Linked DNA regions of Sus scrofa: regions 1 and 3 are each linked to region 2. The links are chromatin contacts, called in public Hi-C and HiChIP or PLAC-seq maps. All regions are on one chromosome and are shown on one strand. Each heading gives the region's core, a stretch centred on a gene start, on an enhancer-like site or on the middle of the called end of the contact. The rest is flanking DNA. Distances are from core to core; before and after follow the strand shown. Region 1 holds the start of BST2 (bone marrow stromal cell antigen 2). Region 2 holds the start of PGLS (6-phosphogluconolactonase). Region 3 holds the start of MVB12A (multivesicular body subunit 12A).

Region 1 (4,339 bases), core at 381-2,880, 110 kb before region 2:
GCAGGAATTCCAATCCTGAGTTGTTTTACGGATGTGAACCCCCACAAAAGGAAGCAATTTTAGCCACTTGGTGGGCATGAGCATGGTCAGCCCCCAGAACTACTGGCATCTAAGTGTTGATAAAGTTAAACCCTGTGAGGAGTCCCTGTTAACCTCCCCAACCAATCAGAGGCTTGTGCGGGAGTGAATCACATACCCTGTGACCTGCCCCCCACTTAGCTTTTAAAAATGCTTTGCTTTGCTGAAAATAAAATAAAATAAAATAAAAATAAATAAAATAAAAAGGAGTTCCTGTTGTGGCTCCTCGGAAATGAATTTGACTAGAAACCATGAGGTTGCCGGTTGGATCCCTGGCCTCACTCAGTGAGTTAAGGATCTGGCGTTGCTGTGAGCTGTGGTCACAGTCACGGCTTGGATTCTGCATTGCTGTGGCTGTGGTGTAGGCTGGCAGCTGTAGCTGTGATTAGACTCCTAGCCTGGGAACCTCCATATGCCATGGGTGTGGCTCTAAAAAGCAAAAAAAAAAAAAAAAAAAAAAAGTAAAAATGCTTTTCTGGGAGTTCCCTTCATGGCTCAGCACTTGACAGGCCCAACTAGCATCCATGAGGATGGCCCTAAAAAAGTAAAAATTAAAAAACAAAAAATAAAAAAAAAAGCTTTGCTGAAACCCTTTGGGGTGTTGGGGATTTGCAGGGGGTGGGGCGGTGGGGCACAAGCCATCCATCTCCTTACACAGCCCTGCAATAAACCTTTCTCTACTCCAGTCTCTGACATCTCTGTTCATTTGGCCTCACTGTGCATCAGGCACGTGAACTTGTGCCTACACAAGAAGAAGACTGAGAGGTCTTCCCCAAACCAGAACATTGTGGTGGAGGGGGAGCCCAAGTTAGAGGCCCAGTGGGAGTTTCAAGGCCCCCCATACAGGGAAGCAAGTTAAAGTTTCAGTCTGTCAGGAAGTAGCAGATGTATGGAGAGCCCCTCCTTTCTTACCGACCTGGTAAGGTTTTCCGTCCCAACCTGCAGAGAGGACTTCGGCTCCCCACCCCTCCACTGGAGCCTGAAGGGAGTTTCTAGCTCCTCACACAAGTGCCAGGGAGTTTGGACATTCCCCCACATCCTAGAAGGGATATTGAGGCACCCTGATTTGGGTGCTCTGGGGAGTTTTAAGGCCCCACCCCACCCCAGGACCCTCGAAAGAGTTTCACAGTCCCCAAATCCCAGTGGAAACATTCAGGGGGCAGTTTCAGAGTCTATCTTGATTGCCATATAGACACTGTGAGAGCCCCCCACCCCCACCCCAAGCCCAGGGCCCTATCTAGGGGATATGGTGGCTTACCACAGTCTGGTTGCAAACGGTGTACTGGGCCTTGGTCCTCTGTAAGACCTCCTGGGCCACAGTTAGCTGGTGCTGCAGATGGTCCGTTTGGTTTTGACATTCCTGCTGTGCTCGGAGGCCATCCTTGCAGCCCTTGCTGTTGGCCTTGACAGCAAAGATGATCAGAGACACCAGCAGACCCACCACCAACAGGCAGAGCAGGAAGACCAGCCACAGCCTGCTGTCTCGCAGGTTTGATTCCCTCAAGCAGCTCACCATGGGTAAAGGGCTGTAGGAATACAAACTAGGTGACATCTGGGTCTGTGCTGAGGGAGTCTGGGCAAGAGTTAGGTAAGAGTGCCTTCTAGGGGCTGGGGCTGCCCCCTTATTAGCATAGGAGCTGTGAGGACCAATGACAAGTTGCTGGAAAAACCCCTGACTTGGAGATGATTGAATGGGGCTACTACAGGCAGAGGACAGCCCAGGCTTTTAGTTTCGGTTTCTTTTTTCGTTTTCCCAGAAAAAAAGGTGAGTAGTTTCTGCCAAATTATGGCCTCGGGCTGAATGCTCGCCAGTGGGATCCTGTGGGAGGGGAGTTGCGGCTGCCTCAAACACCCCATGTCAAGTTCCTGCCCTTCTCCTCCAAGTTTCTGAGGGTGACAATTGCAGTTACTGAGCATCCGGTGCATGCCAGCTTTGTGTTCATCTGTCCCATGACCGGAAGAGGCCTAGGGCATTTTCTGTCCAGTCCCCAGCTGGGGAAAGTGAGGCTGAGAGTTGAGTGTTGGCAGGCTGGGGGCAGGGCCCGGGAGTGATGGAGGAGGCTGGGATTTGAGCTCAGGGGTCTCCGTAGCGACCTAGCAGGTGTTGATTTAGCATCCTTGCCCTGTGGAAAGGACCACAGGGAGCCACCGAGGGTGTGAGAGCCTGCAGGGAAGCCGGAGAAGAGCGGGAGGGACCCACGTGACCAAGGCTGCGGTTCCCACTTTTGGCCACTTGAGGTCAGCCCAGTCAACAGGCTCCAGCCAGGAACAGGCTCATACTTCCAGAATCCGCTCCTGCCGCCTGAGAGATCAAATATTTGCCCGCATGTCAGTTATCAGAGGATGTCCCAGTCCTCAGCGATTGCAGCCACCTCTAAACTGGCGAGCCAGTGAGCCCTAAGGGAACTCAGGAAGGAAAGAAAGAATACCTGCCACCTAGCAGCCATCAGACTGCAGCCACTTCTTAAGGTGAGCCCTGAGGAAAATCAGGAGGTGAAAACACAGGATACTGGCCCCAGATGGCTGAGGTGCACATTGAAGGAATGGTTTCAGTGAGCCCAGACCTTGCATAATCTTCCTGTACACAGAAAAGCACTAAATTCCTAAACTTGAGGTATCCAGTTGTTTGTTTTTTTGGTTGTTTTTTTTGTCTTTTTAGGGCTGCACCCGAGGCACATGGAAGTTCCCAGGCTAGGGGTCTAATCTGAGCTGTAGCCGCTGGCCTACGCCAGAGCCACAGCAACGTGGGCAGCAACGTGGGATCCGAGCCATGTCTGCAACCTACACCACAGCTCATGGCAATGCCAGATCCTTAACCCACTGAGCAAGGCCAGGGATTGAACCCGAAACCCCATGGTTCCTAGTTGGATTTGTTAACAAATGAGCTACAACCGGAACTCCTCTAGTTTTCTTTTATTAGCAGTAGTCTTTTTTCCCTACTGCCTGCCCTTTGTTACCAAACTCCTATATATCCTAGCTCCCCCACCTCCTCTGAGCAGTTTTTTTCAGGGTTACTTAAAATGCTGACTTCAGGAGTGCCTGTGGTGGCGCAGTGGAAAACGGAAACCGTGCCTGCCGTGGGTGTGGCCCTATAAAGACAAAAAAGACAAAAGACAAAAAAAAAAAAAAAGATGCTGAGTTCAGGGCTTAACTCCTCATTTCACCCCCAATAAACTTAACTTTCAACTTTCAGGCTGTGCATATTTGGTTTTTGTCTTTTTTTTTTTTTTTTTTTCTTTTTGGTTGCAGCCATGGCATATGGAAGTTCCCAGGTTAGGGGTAGAATTGGCTGCTGTAGCTGCCAGCCTACACCACAGCTCACAGCCACACCAGATCCTTAACCCAATGAGCAAGGCCAGGGATCGAACCCAAGTCCTCATGAATACTAGTTACTAGTTGAGTTTGTTACCGCTGAGCCGTGAAGGGAACACTCAGGTTGTGCATATTTTTTTAAGTTGACACAACTTAGGATTCCAGGTAAATTTACTGAATTTCAGTTACCTCATCTGTAAAGTGGGACCATAACAGAAGCAGCCTCATCAGGAGGAGCTTTTGAATAAAGAGGAGTTTTGAATAAAGTGCCTCAGCATCCAGTAGGTGTCCAATGGATATGCAGCCCGGTCTGTGGCTCAGGGCAGAAGGAGAGGTGGATAATGTGGAAACATGGCTTCAGAATGAGGAGCATGTTTTGAGGGAGTACAATCTGATCCATTTGTCTTTCTTTCTTTCTTTCTTTTTTTTTTTTTTAAGGGCTGCACCTGTGGCATATGGAAGTTCCCAAGCTAGGGGTAGAATTGGAGCTGTAGCAGCCAGCCTGCATCACAGTCACAGCAATGTGGGATCCAAGCCAGGTCTGTGACCTACTCCACAGCCCATGGCAACATCAGATCCTTAACCTACAGAGCAAGGCCAGGGATTGAACCTGTATCATCATAGATGCTAGTAAGATTCATTTCTGCTGAGCCATGACAGGGACTCCTAATCTGGTCCATTTGGGAGACACTGAACCCAAAGGGCTTGGGGAGCCTCTGGGGATGAGGTAGGAGGTAGCTTGGCCCCTGGGCTGAGAATAGCTGGGACGTGTTAGGCAGAGTAAATTGGGCCTTGCTTCTCTTTGACATTTCAAGGATAAAGCTGAGCTCTGCTGGAGTAGAAAGATAAGAGGACCACTTCAATCACTCCTGGGGTCAAGGAGAGCTCCCCAATTACACATGTGCAGAAAGACTCCTAGGGGTCAAAAAGGGAGGGGTGCCAGACCATC
Region 2 (4,119 bases), core at 100-2,599:
TGGCACCCTTGTTGAAGATCCATTGATGATGGACATATGGTTTGCTGCTTTTATATCACAGCTCTATCCCACTGATATAGTTGTCTATTCTTATGCCAATACCACACTGATGACTGTAGCTTTGTAGTGTTTTGTTTGTTCGTTTTTTGCTTTTTAGGGCCGTAACCATGGCATGTGGAGGTTCCTAGGCTAGGGGTCGAATTGGAGCTATAGCTGCCAGCCTATGCCACACCCAAAGCAACGCAGGATCCTATACCACAGCTCAGGGCAACGCTGTATCCTTAACCCACTGAGCGAGGCCAGGGATTGAACCCTCAACCTCATGGTCCCTGGTTGGATTTGTTCCACTGTGCCACAATGGGAACTCCCTTTGTAGTAATCTTGAAATCAAGATGTTTGAGTCCCCTAATTTAGTTCAAGATTGGCTTGGCTATTCTGGGGTCCCTTGCAATTCCATATGAATTTTAGGATAAGCTTGTCATTTTCTACAAAAAAGTCTCTCGGAATTTTGATAGGGATCGTGCTGTAGCTATAGGCCAATCTGGGGAGGGTTGCTGTCTTAACATTATGAAATCTTCCAATCTGTGAACATGGGATATGTTTTCATTTAATTAGATCATTTAAAAAACTTTTTCAGCAAAGTTTTGATTTTCAGGGTACAAGTCTTGCACCTCTTCTGCTAAATTTATTAAGTACTCTCTTTGATGCTGCTGTAAATAGAATTGTTTTAATTTGCTACTGCTTTTAAAGATGCACTACCCATGCAAATCTCATTGCACTTACACACTCCTAAACTCCCTGGCTTTGATATGTGGTCAGGCTGCCCTGGCCCACCAGGCCTCCTGCCCCTTCCAGCCCTCCTTGCCCATGTTATCCCCTGCATACTCTATCTTATTAACCAAGGTCCACTTGCCGCAGTTCCGGAACTTCTCCAGGCCAGAGCCAGGATGGAGGCTTCTGAGTCCTCAGAGACACAAAGAGGTCTCCAGGGAGAATATGCAGGAGAAATTCAACAAGTCTATTTTCATTCTGTTAACTGAGTTCAGAGAGCTTTCAAGGACTCAGTGAACAAAACAAATATCCCTCGCCTCATCAAGCATACATGCATACATATATATATATATATATTTTTTTTTTTTTTTTTTTTTTTTTTTTGGCTTTTAGGGCCGCACCAGCGGCATATGTAGGTTCCCGGGCTAGGCATCGAATCCGAGCTGTAGTCCCCGGCCTACGCCAGAGCCACAGCAAGGAGGGATCTGAGCCGCATCTGCGACCTACACCGCAACTCACAGCAACGCCAGATCCTTAACCCACTGAGAGAGGCCAGGGATTGACCACGCGTCTCATGGATCAAGCTTATATTTTAAAGAGAGAGAGAGACAACACACACCAAGATAAACACGTTAGAAGGTTCAGGAATTTCAACGTCCACCAAAAATACACCTTCCTCCGGGAAATCTCCCATCTCCTCCCTCCACTCCATCACACCCCAGGTCCCCTTCTAGGAGCCTGGATGCTCTGAATTCCCCTCTGCGGCCCCGCCTCCTGACACTGGGAAGTTGAGCGCACTGCGAGCCTGCTGCAGCCCAAGATAGAGCTTAAACACCCTGCAGAGTGAAAGAAGCGCAGCCAGACAGACTGCACGGCCTGCCAGGACTTCACTCGTGGGACTGCGCATGTGCCTAAGACAGCCGCCCAAAGGCCGGGAGCGCTGTGTGGCAGAACTGGCCTTTGCGCAGACGCACTGGTGGCTGCCGGGAGGGTTTCCGCCTCCCTGCTGCCGCCGCCGCCGCCGCCGCCATGGCCGCGCCGGCCCCCGGCCTCATCTCGGTTTTCTCGAGCCCGCAGGAGCTGGGCGCGTCGCTGGCGCAACTGGTAGCGCAGCAGGCAGCGTGCTGCCTGGCGGGGGCCCGCGGCCGCTTCGCGCTTGGCCTGTCAGGCGGTAGCCTTGTCTCCATGCTGGCCCGCGAGCTGCCCGCCTCCGCTGCCCCGGCCGGGGCCGCCAACCTCGCGCGCTGGACTCTGGGCTTCTGCGACGAGCGCCTGGTGCCCTTCGAGCACGCCGAGAGCACGTACGGGCTCTACCGGGTGAGAGCTACGGGGGCCGCTGGGGGTCACGTTAAGAGGGCCGCCCCCGTCCTACGAACGCAGCTACGGGGGCCCCTGGGGGTCATTTCAAGCTGGCTGCGCCCACCGCCTGAAACCGGCCACGGAGGTCATGCAGGGTCACACTGTGCCCCGCCTCTGTCTGGACTTGAGCTGGGAACTGTCATCTGGGTTCCTCAAGGTCCCATCTGGACGGCACCTCCACTGCCCTCTGGGCGGAGCAGTGGAGACCTTTAAGCCCCTTGATGCTTTATCTGGTAGCCGGCCAGAGGGAATGGCATGGGCAAAAGCGTGGAGGTGAAACAGAGTGCTCCATTGCAGGGTCCTAAAGAAGTTCTGGCGCCAGCAGCCTTGTAGCGTGCAAAAGCATTGAAAGAAGAGCCAGGCAGGAGGGATCTGGTATGTGTCCACTTTGAAAAAAATGCACAACCTGAAAGCTGAGTTAAGTTTTATTGGGGGCAAAAAACAAAATTAGGACCTAAGCCTGGGAGACAGCATCTCAGGTAGCCCTGAGCAACCTCCAAGGAGGCGGGGCTGGGAGGGGCAGGTCGCTAGGGTATATAGGAGAATTTTCAACAAAGGTCTGGTAGTAAGAACAAAAGATTTACACGGAAACCTGATTTACAGAAGACCAGTTTCTATGGGAAGAAGTCAGTGTGTGGCTTTACTGGAATCACTCCGTTGATAGGCACCTCAGCTGTGGGCCAGTCTGCTTTCTTTCTTTCCTGAGTTCCCTTAGGGTTCACCAGCTCACCCTTGGGAGTGGCTGCACTACCAGATAACTGTGATATCTTTTGTCCACTTAACTATAGCTCAGGAGGCAGTATTTCAGACAGCTCTGAAATACTGTGCCAAAGAGGAGAGGGGGACTATCAAGATATGTCATAAAGTTGAAAGGGGAGGTGCATATAGCCATAACTCATTTTATAGAAGTTTGCTGCTGGTCTCCTGAAGGTTACTGCTAGTCACAGACATCAGTCCTCATGAAGGATTTTAGTTTTTTTCTAGATATGAGGAGATGCTTGGGCTCGTGAAATCTTCTAAAGATTTTTAACTCCCTGAAGACCAGTTTTTCAAGAGTACAGGGTGCCTCACTCCTGGTCTCCACACTGAGCTCTGCTCAAGGGGTGCTTCTGGTCAGCAGCTGCAGTGGCTTATGATTTAATTCCTTAGAGGAAGGTGACAAGTGCCAAACTCCAGTTCACATGTGGAACTGGCCTCCGTTTCCCCATCTCTAACCTGGATGAATTCTTGATGGTCTCCATGCAGCTTGTGAAGCTGATGACTCCATGGCTGGTTGTCTTTGACTTGGGGCCCCAGGCACCTATAGAATCAGGGGAACACCAACCGTGCACAAGCAGGGAAACTGAGGCTTGGAGGAGCTAAGATATGAGGCATCTCACCACTCGTCCAACACACACACACACACACACACACACACACACACACACAGGGAGGTGTGGGAGGGGCAGTTTGGGGCAGAAGCCTCAGGTCACTAGTCCTGGGTGTGTTGAGTTGTCTTCACAAAGAAAGTTGAGCTGATTTTTTTTTTTTTTTGTAATATGCAAGTAGGTTTACTAATGACCAAGCCCTTTGCTTTACCCACATCATCTTGTAAAACCCCACAATAGTCTGTGAGGCGGGAGCTGTTAGTACATCCATTTCCTAGATGGAGAAACTGAGGCTGAAAGGAAAGTCTCCTAGTGACCATCAAGAGAGCCAAGCTATGAACCTGCCTGGCCTACCCTGCTCCGACAGCCCCTGGGATACATTTCAGGGTCAGGGGCTACTTTAGTTTGATTTCCTGTGGCTGTGGCTTAGGCCAGTGGCTGAAGCTCCAATATGACCCCTAGCCTGGGAATTTCCATATGCCATGGGTGCGGCTCTAAAAAGACAAAAGAAAAGAAGTAAAAGCCCACTTTTTAAAACTCCCCGGAATTTTTTTTTTTTTTTTTAATTAAAGTATAGTTGGAGTTCACATTGTGTTGCAGCGGAAACGATCCGATTAGGAAC
Region 3 (4,261 bases), core at 1,498-3,997, 78 kb before region 2:
GGCCTCACTCAGTGGGTTAAGGATCCGGCATAGCCATGAGCTGTTGCGTAGGTTGCAGACTCGGCTCAGATCCTGTATTGCTGTGACTGTGGCATAGGCCAGCGGCTGAAGATCCAATTGAACCCCTACCCTGGGAACCTCCATATGCTGCCAGTGGAGCCCTAAAAAGCCCCCCCCAAAAAAAATTAAATGCGACCATCAGAGCTGTGGGTAGCTATGCTTGATCTGGGATGGATTCAGGTGGCTTCCCCTAGGTTAGGGATATTTGACCACACAGGCACCCCTATGTTGGGAACAGAAAAAACACACTAAATAGAACCAACCCAATCTTACTAGGACTACGGGAAGGGTATTGTTAGAACAGTGCAGTAATTCTGTTTTGTTTTGTTTTGTTTTGTTTTGTTTCATTTTTTGTCTTTTTGCCTTTTCTAGGGCCGCTCCCGCAGCAAATGGAGGTTCCCAGGCTAGGGGTCCAATTGGAGCTGTAGCCAGAGCCACACCAACGTGGGATCCGAGCCAGGTCTGCAACCTACACCACAGCTCACGGCAATACCGGATTGTTAACCCACTGAGCAAGGGGAGGGATCAAACCCGCAACCTCATGGTTCCTAGTCGGATTCATTAACCACTGTGCCACGACGGGAACTCCTGTTTTGTTTTGTTTTGGCTGCCATGGAGTTCCCAGGCCAGGGATCAGATCTGAGCCGCGTCTGCAACTTACACCACAGCTGCAGTGACACCAGATTCTTAACCCACTGTGCTGGGCCAAGGATAGAACCTATGTCCCTGCACTGCAGATATGTGACTGAGCCCCACTGTGCTCCAGTCATTCTGTCATATTAAAGGATAGCAAATGGTTTGGTACTGACTGGTCACGCTGCCCATGTATTTCTTGAGTAACTCTAAATGGGACCCAATGGATATGTGGCAAAAATCTCAGGCCATGGCTTCCACTTTGATGGTCGGGCTGATGCACCCTGGGTGTGGGGAGAGTTGCCAACACCCTCTCCTCAAGGCTGGATGGGCATGTTCTGTTTTCCACTGCTATGATCATTCGGCCACTGTCTTGTCCCCTCTATTGGCCTGGAGGACATTATAGGACACATAGAAGCTCTTATTCAATTAACCCAGCAAGACTTAAATGAGAGCTGACAAAGTCTGCCCTTACTGAATACTGAAACGTCTGTAACGTGAAAAGATGTCCTCCAAAATAGGATGGCCTTGGACATGACTAATTATCCAAGTGGAATGGAAAGTTGTATGTTCATATCTGATCAGACTGGGGATGTAGCATCTTTTTTTTTTTGGCTGCTCCCATGGCATGTGGAACTTTTCGGGCCAGGGATTGAACCTGTGCCACAGCAGTGACAAAACTGGATCCTTAACCCACTGAACCACCAGGGAGCTCTCATGTAGCATCTTTTTTCTTTTTCTTTTCTTTTTTGGCCACCCCACAGCATATGGCATTCCTGGGGCCAGGGATCACATCCAAGCCACAGTTGTAACTTAAGTCGCAACTGGGGGAATGCTGGATCCTCAACCCGCTGGGCACAGGGCTCCAGAGATGCCCCTGATCTCTTTGCACCACAGCAGGAACTCCCCTATAATATCTTTATTAAAGCACATTCGGACACAAAGGAATGCCCTGATTGATTCCTAGCCTCAGGGACTCAATAAATCAGTGCTTCAGATCACAGGGCACTTGGTGCAAAAGTATTCTTATCTTCTTCTTCTTCTTTTTTTTTTTTTTTTTTGTCTTTTTGCCATTTCTTGGGCTGCTCCCACGGCATATGGAGGTTCCCAGGCTGGGGGTCGAATCGAAGCTGTAGCTGCTGGCCTATGCCAGAGCCACAGCAACATGGGATCCGAGCCGCATCTGCGACCTACACCACAGCTCACCGCAATGGTAGATCCTTAAAAAAAAAAAAATCCCCAGAAATAAAAACAGAATATTGGTAACAAAATAAAGTCTAACCCTAAAAGAAAAAAAAAAAAAAAAATGGAGTTCTCGTTGTGGCTCAGTGGTTAACGAATCCGACTAGGAACCATGAGGTTGTGGGTTTGATCCCTGGCCTCACTCAGTGGTTCCCCTTGTGGCTCAGCAGATACTCTGACTAGTATCCATGAGGACGCAGGTTCCATCCTTGGCCTCGCTCAGTGGGTTAAGGATACCGCCATTGCCGTGAGCTGTGGTATAGGCGACAGACCCGGCTTGGATATGTCGTGGCTGTAGCTGTGGTGTAGGCCAGCGGCTACAGCTCAGGTTTGACCCCTAGCCTGGGAACCTCCATATGCCTTGGGTGCGGCCCTAAAAGCACCACACACACAAAAAACCCCCACCATTCCTTGCTAACAGGTGGTACAAAAAACAGGCAGTGGGCTAACCTATGACATTGCAGAAAACTGGAAACTACACAGGAGTAAACCTTCTGTTCCCTAATTTTCCATATTTTACTTCTGAGGGGTGTAAAAGTTTGTCTCCATACTGAGCACTTTCTTGTCTCATTTTAAAAAATGTGTATGTGAACAAGTTCTCAAGTTACACCAAGATTTCAAGGCTCAAGTTGGTCGGTATTTTTATTTAAACTAACCGTTGCATAACTCATGAAAGTCTTCTTTGGGGTGACTTCTGGAATTGTGAGTTTTTCACAGCTCACTCTCAAATTCTGGGGAATACTGACGTCAACTTTGGAAGAGAGGTTGACACTGCAAAGGATTCTGGGGAACGTAGTTCCGGTTTGCTGCTAGCGAGACATTTCCGGCGGAAGTTGATGGGCGTGAGGGGGAAAAAAAAGGAGACAATTTTCCGCAAACGTCGCTCACTGGCACACCTGGGGGACGCACGCAGTTGGCCGACAGCTTTCCCGGAACGCGCAAACGACGCCTCCTGGACTCCCGACCTCGCAAGGCTATCTGGGAGTTGTAGTTCAGTTTCGTGGCCAAACTCCGCCGTCCGGCCGCGGCTGGGAGGTCCAAGGCGGTCCATCGCCTTTGGATCTTGGTTCGGAGGATGGATCCGGGGCCCGGGACCGACGCGGCCCCGTTGGCTGGCCTGGCCTGGTCGTCGGCCTCGGCGCCTCCGCCAAGGGGATTCAGTGCGGTAAGCGACGTCGGGGAACCGGGGAAGTGTAGGGAGAGGCGGTGGCACTAGGGGCGAGGGGTTGAATGGGGGCAGAGGTGGCTGCGGCCAGGTAAGAGCCTGGCTGGCGCTGACCCGCGTCCGTGCCATAGATCTCCTGCACCGTGGAGGGAGCTCCCGCCAGCTTCGGCAAGACCTTCGCGCAGAAATCCGGCTACTTCCTATGTCTCAATCCTTTGGGCAGCCTAGAGGTAAGGGGCGCCCACCTTCGGAATCCCTGGGGTCCTTCCACTCCCCCTGTCCATTCGCGGGGTGCTGCCCGAGGCGTGCCGGTCACTCTTGCTGTGTTCCCCACCGCGTCCCCCCACCCCATCCCATCCCAGAATCCACAGGAGAACGTGGTGGTCGATATCCAGATCCTGGTGGACAAGAGCCCTCTCCCGCCGGGATTCTCCCCTGTCTGCGACCCCGTAGACTCCAGTGAGTCCTGTCGAAGGCGGGGGTGGGGTGGGGCGGGGTTGGAGGTGAAGGGCACATTCGAGTCTCTGCGGGAAAGAGCGGGGAGGGAATGGAGAGACCATAGGCGCGTGAGTTTTGAGCCTTGGCCACCCCCTCGACAGCACTTGGTAATGACAGTGTTGGCTGAGGACTTAGAGTTCTGATCCTGTACGGGGAAAATGTGCCCCGCCCTGCGTAAAAATGTTCGATTGGAAGCCTCTGTTCTAGAGTAAGTGTTCGGTCATTGCGACCTGTTTTATTTAATGTTACTAATACACCTTCTTCTTAGGTTGTAGCCAGGCTGAATCTTGCGCAGTTCTGTTTTACATTTCCAGGTTCTTACACACAGGCTCCAGTTGCCCTGGTGCTTTCCTGACAATGCTGACCACTCTGTTTTCTAACCATCAGGCTCTCCCTGCCTCCTGTGCCTTTTCCATGTATTGTCTTTTATATTTGACTCTCAGCATATATATCTGTTGGTGCAGGACTTGGCAGACTTTGTCTGTAAAAGGGCAGAAAGTAGATATATTAAATTAGATGGTGTCTGTTGCATATATATCCCTTTAAAAATGTAAAAGCCGTGGAGTTCCCGTCATGGTGCAGTGGTTAACGAATCCGTCTAGGAGCCATGAGGTTGCGGGTTCAATCCCTGGCCTTGCTCAGTGGGTTAAGGATCCGGCATTG

What was found. Hi-C and Micro-C count contacts between places; a contact is called where the count stands out from the background. HiChIP or PLAC-seq counts read pairs in DNA pulled down with a chosen protein or histone mark.
Region 1: an H3K27ac HiChIP or PLAC-seq map of alveolar macrophages shows a contact between it and region 2. The contact joins the promoter of BST2 here to the promoter of PGLS in region 2. A contact is called at or near these places in 3 of 47 Hi-C or Micro-C datasets (embryonic fibroblasts, epiblast stem cells and fetal heart ventricle) and 1 of 2 datasets of contacts at active chromatin or transcription factors (alveolar macrophages).
Region 3: a Hi-C map of liver shows a contact between it and region 2, with 2.7 times the contacts expected there. The contact joins the promoter of MVB12A here to the promoter of PGLS in region 2. A contact is called at or near these places in 1 of 47 Hi-C or Micro-C datasets (liver) and 1 of 2 datasets of contacts at active chromatin or transcription factors (alveolar macrophages).

What each region holds. Positions count from the first base shown.
Region 1 is chr2:60,302,597-60,306,935 of Sscrofa11.1, reverse strand. It overlaps BST2 (bone marrow stromal cell antigen 2), which reads right to left and starts at 1,630. Exons shown (of 4, transcript NM_001161755.1): 1 at 1,337-1,630. The coding sequence starts at 1,630.
Region 2 is chr2:60,195,267-60,199,385 of Sscrofa11.1, reverse strand. PGLS (6-phosphogluconolactonase) reads left to right here and starts at 1,349. Exons shown (of 5, transcript XM_021083556.1): 1 at 1,349-2,088. The coding sequence starts at 1,801.
Region 3 is chr2:60,274,458-60,278,718 of Sscrofa11.1, reverse strand. MVB12A (multivesicular body subunit 12A) reads left to right here and starts at 2,747. Exons shown (of 10, transcript XM_021083558.1): 1 at 2,747-3,100; 2 at 3,232-3,330; 3 at 3,463-3,559. The coding sequence starts at 3,303.